Regions from separate parts of the Mus musculus genome. Here region 2 is linked to region 1. The links are chromatin contacts, called in public HiChIP or PLAC-seq maps. All regions are on one chromosome and are shown on one strand. Each heading gives the region's core, a stretch centred on a gene start, on an enhancer-like site or on the middle of the called end of the contact. The rest is flanking DNA. Distances are from core to core; before and after follow the strand shown.

Region 1 (3,106 bases), core at 158-2,657:
TACAGTGTTTGGAGCAATGTAAGAACATAATCCTTAGTAAGCTATCATGAGATAAACATCTAATTTGGCTCTTGAATTATTAAGCCTGAGTTGTTAAACTTGTGAACAAAACACATTGTATTCTGTTTACAGAAGCAGGGTTGCTTTCTGCCAGTAACACTTTAACCACAGAAGCCCTCAAATTGTTTTGTTTCGTTTTTTATTTGAAGGACATTGAGCTTACCTTAGCATTTTCCTGTTGATACTCAGCACCTTGGGCAGTGACGTCAGCTGCATTTCCAACCTCTCACATTGTGCATATCTAACTATAAACATATTTCTTCCATCAGTGAATAACATTCAGGTGTAGCAAATAGTTATTTAAACGCGTGAATGATTAGCTATATTGTGATTCCTAAAATGGAGCTGTGACCATGCTAATGTTGTCAGAGTACATCATAAGTGACAGACTGGTCACTGACCAATGGGTACAGATAATACTTTGCTTCCATATAAAACCTGAGTTCAGGCACTCACAGGATGTTTGTTGTACTTTAATATTATTATAACTTCTGCATTTTCCTCCCATCTCTTAACATTTTTTAAGACTGTTTCTTCCTGCTCCTTCCTTCTGTAAAAGTAAAAAACAGACCTACTGTCATTTACAGCAATCACACATTGTGCACTGGCCCAGTGTGGCCAATCTGTCCCTGTGCTCCAATTCTCTTGGTTTTGGACCTGTGACCCTAACACTCAACCTCTTTCTCATCTTTACATTTGTTGCTAGCATTTGCAATGCCCAGCACTGAACTTGCTTTCAATAGATTTTGGATTCATGTTCCGCTTTTGCCCAGGACACCCTAGTTGGCTGAACAGACATACCCCCACCTTCCCAGTGTTCAAAACACAAGTAACCACTGCATGCCTGTTTTAGGTAGGATTAATCATAGGTCTACAGTTCTTGAAATAAGTAATTAAAACTTGGCAGCTACAGATAGCCTTTTGTTGCCCACACTACTGCAGTGTCTCACTTTAACCTGTACAGTTTCATAAGATTGCTTTTCACCTCCATGGAGGCTAAATGTTTTCACCAAAGTACTTCTGAGTGAAAAGGAAAGTAAATGTCTACATGAGAACCTATGGTTAGCTTTCTTTATAACTTTTATATTTTTTAAACAGAATTTGCCCAATAAAATGGTTCAAGGCAAATTGGGCCTTTATCTCCTGGGCAGAGGGGACCCGTAAAAGCTCCCTGTGTGTGCCCTCATGCTACATTGTACATTTGCATGTCATTCACTGCAAGCCCAGCAGCTGCATGGCAAGTTGCTCTTGGGCCCTATCAAAGCCTGGAAGGTTCTTCAGGAGAGTCTCCTCAGAAATGCCTGCTCTCAAAGTTGACATGCAGCAGGAGGAGTTTTTAAGCATGTGCCTCTCAGCTCAGCCATGCTGGGAATATGAATCAGATGCAAAGTAGACGTCAAGGGGAATGCTTTAACTAAGTAAGTCAAGCAAGCAGATCTCACAAAAGGAGGCACAAGCAAGACAGCTGGCTTGACAGCAGATCTTTTGGAAGAAACTTGGAAGGTCTCAAAGCTCACAAGCTTATGTAACAAGACCACTGAATAAGAAAATTAAAAGGAAATACCCCCAAATAAGGTAAACTTCATATGCATTAGTGCAGGATAAAACGATGTTTTCAGCATTCCACCACCCTTTAAATGCTACACCAAAGAAATAAGAGACTGTCTGGAATACACTCTTCTGGCTGCATGAAAAAGCACGCTATACAAATTGTAATACAGCTACTGAGCACTAAGTCACAGATGCATTCTAGGCACTGTCCTGGGTGCTGAACCAACATCCATATGTTTGTTAGTAGCTCAACATTTCCACAATTCAGGCAATTTCTTTTTAACCCTTACATGAGTCCAAGCTCAGAGAAGTTAATTATGTTGCTTCAAATCCTACAGGTACCAAGTGGTTGAGATAAAAATTTAATAGTAGAATAAATAATATTACTACACATATTTAGAAGTGAATACAGAATCAATTGAAATTCCTGTATGAAGTCAAGGGAGGTAGGCTTCCCATTTTTGATGGGTATCTGAACATTTACAACTTTACTAAATTTATTCACAGCAAATATTTATTAATTCTCCTCCTTTAGTCTGAACTGAACTTGTATAGTTTACAGAACTCCATATAATGGAAAAATGGACCAATTTTAAAACTAAAGGAATAATAACGAAAGATCTATTAATGAATGGTGAAAATCCTGTATAATTGCATCATGTAGTCTATAGATTTCTAGAGTCAGACTATGCCCCTGTCACTATGGAAACTAGATGTTAAGGAAAATGATCCAGATGATTTTTAATATTCATTGTCAATTTAAATGGATCTAGCCTCACCACAGAGACTGTGGACATCTGTTAGAGATGTTCTAAATTTAGTTAGTTGCAGTGGACAGATCTATCCTAACTTTGAGGAGCACCATTCCCTGTCTGGGGTTCCAGACTACACAAAGCAGAGATGTAGCTGAACATCAGAATTCATCACTCTCTGCTTCCTGCCACCTATACAATGCTACCAGCTGCTTCTGGATACTGCTACCACCACACCACAGCACATGGACCACACCCTCCCAAACTGCAAGCTAAAATAGACTCACACACACACACACACACACACACACACACACACACACACAGTGCTTCTTGTCAGGTGTATGTTAACACAGCAAGAAGAAAGTAATTGATATGATTGCTTAGAAAATCCATAGAATAAAAGACAAGACACAGTCTATATATTTCTGTAGATAGAGTCTTTACTTTCTCTGTGGGACGTTAACATTAAGAGACTTGGTTAGTTGCACTGTTCAAAGTGCCTGTGAAAAAGATGGCAGCTTGGGTTATGCTGAGCATGAACAGTTGTCTTTATGAGTGTGAATAAAGGAGACACAGTATCATATAACAAGTACATTGCCATCAAGGTTCACAAAATCTTTACTTGAAATCTTCTTCACTGTGGTTCAGTGGAGTCATGGGAAAGCATGAGCTAAGTGAAGTTCTTATCTATTCCATTGCATCTTATACATTCCATTGCAACTGTGGTGTTTTTACTGGTA
Region 2 (2,830 bases), core at 173-2,672, 550 kb after region 1:
ACATCTCAACTTTAAAACAAAGCAGGCTCCTGGTATTCATGAGCTGGGCGGACTCAAGATCACTAACCTTACCACCTACTAGTGGAAAAGAATCAACAGCCACCCAGAACTCAATATAAATGTGGCTTCTTTGTGTCCCACTCATATACTAATTCCTTAGAGAAAATAACATTCTGAGAATTATAAAACTTAAGATCTTTTCAAAGGTCATGAGACATTTTCCTCACAAATATCAAGGGTTCCTGTATTGAATTTCCCTGCTTGATTTTGCCTTGGGGTAAGAAAATTCCAGGGAAATGTTATTGCTGGTGGTCATAACTAACTCACTGAATCCAACACATCTGCCCCCTACTTGGTTTCCGGCCAGTGTTTTGTTTTATGTTATATATACTTTTTTGGAAAGTCAACATAGTTGCTTGGAAGGCAACAGAGTAAATCCTCAATGGCCTTAAAGCTAGGCTTTCTAGAATCAGTCCCGTTTATCTTAGTCTAGGAGCCATCCATGTTAAAACTACAAAAAAAAAAAAAAAAAAAAATCAAAGACAATGATTTTCTTTTCGGGCAAGAAAGCAATGATAGTTTTCAGATGAATCAATCCAAATCCCAAGGTTATTAGGCAATTGCTGAGAACTATGCTTTGAGCGACACCTAACGGCTGAGAAAATCACACACCCAACTCCTTTGAGGAGGACTCAGATCCATCCCAAGAATCGCAGAAGGCCTGCTAAAAACAGAGGAGCACCTGGTCTCTATACTGCTGGGACCTGCTGGGCTGGGTCGCTGGGCAACTTGTATTTCCACAGTGAGGTCTGAGAACCGGTGATTTATTGCCAAGTCAGTGGCCATGCTAGGCGTGACCCCAGAAATTAAGAGCAGACTGAGGCAAAGGGATTAGGCCCGAGCTGTGCCTTGAACTCTTGAGCGATGGCTGCCCGGGACGGGTGGGGGACGGAACCCCGGGGTGCGGCTGGCTGCCCTCTGGGCAGTTGAGGGATGTGGCGGGGCCCTTGAGAGCAGCCGCCTGGCTGCCAGCCCGGGTCCCCGGCATGGGGGTGGGGGAGTTAGCTGGAGCGCGGGGACGCGGCGCGCCCTAACGCCTGTGCTTCCTGTCCACAGACGAACCCCACGCCTGGAGTGCTGCCGCTGCCGCCGCCCCAGGCCTGCCGGAAGTAGGCGTCTCCCTCGAAGACATCCTCTCTCCATTCTCTCCATCACATCCAGCCCCACCCTCCGACCCTTCCCACCAGATAGGCCCAGACCCAACTTGGGATATCCAAAGGGAACACGACGTTAGGAAACCAAAGGAGCTTTCGGCCGGCGGCCAGAAGAAGCAGCGCCTGGGGGAGCAGAGGGAGCGCTCGGCGAGCCCGCAGCGCAGTGCGCGGCCCAGGCTGGAGGAGGTGCCCGGCGGCCAGGGGCGGCCCGAGGCCGGCAGGCCCGCCTCGGAGGCGGCCGACGGGAAGGAGGCGCTGCGCGGCCGGCGTGAGGGCCTCGGGGCCGCGGGCGCGCGGGAGGCCGAGGCCAAGGTGGGTGTGCGCTCGGGGGCCCGACCCGCAGCGCGGCCCACGGGGGGCGGCCCAGCGCGCAAGGCGACGATGGCGCCGGGGCCCTGGAAGGTGCCGGGCTCCGACAAGCTGCCGGGCGCCCTGCAGCCTGGCGCCTCGGCCGCGGGCAGATGAGCCCCAAGGCGAGGGGCCCCCGCCCGCCTCCACGCAGGCCGATCTTCCTGGGTTCCGTCTCACGGCGTTTTAATTTATTTCCACTGTCACACGCATAGATCTATACGAGGCGCCGAAGCCCGGGAGCGCCGGCGTGCGACGCGCGTAGGCGGCACGGCACGGTGTGCGCGCAGGCAGACCTAAACTGATCCTAAAGCCCCCGGTTCCATGGTGGGAGCTTTGGCAGCTACGGAAGAACCAAAATCACGCAAACATCACAGAGAGACAGTGCAGTGTAGCTTTAGATTCAAAAAGAGAAAAAGAAAAAAGTTCCCCCCACTGCATGAAGGATTTGGATGTCATCCAAACTTTATATCAAGAAACTGGACAAGTTCAGAGCAATCACAAACTGGAATATCGCCTTAAAAAAAAATCAAACTGCACGGAGCAAGCGGAAACTGAGACAAGATTATATCTTTTAATTGATCTAAAGTGTTGTAAATAAATCGTTCTTGACATATCTAGACAGGGGATAAAGGGTTTCTTTGAAACATCCAGAACTGTTCTCCCATGCTACGTTTCCATGGCTCCCCCTTCAGCATCCACCAACGGTATTAGCAGCAGCGTCCCCTGCCTACTGCAGGATGAGTTAGAAACCTAGTGAATTCATTGGTGTGATGCCTTTTTTACTGCCATTTCTGTGGTCAAGTCACATTTCTGTACATTTTCAGTAGTAGGGAAAAAAGGTTTTAAAAATTGTATCCTAGGGAGCAGTTTGCCGTAAGTCAGAATTTTGCAGGTTAGCTCGTAGATCCTAATTGGTTGCCTCTAAAATAATGAGTTTGATAATCAAAAGACCATAATCTGTTTAATCGAGATTGACAACGCTGCAGTTCCTTCCTGAAAAGGCTTCCTGTCATCCCAGGCACTCAGAGATACGTAGCTGCTCTGTTAGCAATCTTCTATTTTACCTATTTGATTGTCTTATTTTAAAGCTCTTCATTTGCACTTTGACAAAGTATTTGTCCTATATTTCTCAAATTAGAATCTCTAATATTGAAAGCATTATGATAACTAATTTATTTTCATTAAAGAACATAAGTCCTTTGGCATTCCTTTCTGCTTTCCTTATTTGATCTCCTTTTTGTTTCCACCTGTAGCTTTTCGCCTCC

The links. HiChIP or PLAC-seq counts read pairs in DNA pulled down with a chosen protein or histone mark.
Region 2: an H3K4me3 HiChIP or PLAC-seq map of embryonic basal ganglia shows a contact between it and region 1, with 5 times the contacts expected there. The contact joins two enhancer-like sites. A contact is called at or near these places in 8 of 39 promoter capture datasets (embryonic stem cells, frontonasal cranial neural crest, hippocampal neurons and 4 more), 11 of 115 datasets of contacts at active chromatin or transcription factors (astrocytes, bone marrow-derived macrophages, embryonic basal ganglia and 6 more) and 1 of 9 other capture datasets (embryonic stem cells).

The regions. Positions count from the first base shown.
Region 1 is chr5:20,152,119-20,155,224 of GRCm38.p6, forward strand. All of the region lies in intron 3 of Magi2 (membrane associated guanylate kinase, WW and PDZ domain containing 2), which reads left to right. Among named protein-coding and RNA genes, the nearest start is that of Gm25761, 39 kb to the left of the region's middle. Within about 2 kb of position 1,408, at least 11 of the 459 cell types and tissues checked have an H3K27ac peak or open chromatin away from gene starts, as enhancers often do. A contact at or near this core is called in embryonic basal ganglia and hippocampal neurons, where this site is marked.
Region 2 is chr5:20,700,954-20,703,783 of GRCm38.p6, forward strand. It overlaps Magi2 (membrane associated guanylate kinase, WW and PDZ domain containing 2), which reads left to right. Exons shown (of 23, transcript NM_001170746.1): 23 at 1,117-2,830. The coding sequence ends at 1,173. Among named protein-coding and RNA genes, the nearest start is that of Gm52763, 21 kb to the left of the region's middle. Within about 2 kb of position 1,423, at least 415 of the 459 cell types and tissues checked have an H3K27ac peak or open chromatin away from gene starts, as enhancers often do. A contact at or near this core is called in embryonic basal ganglia and hippocampal neurons, where this site is marked.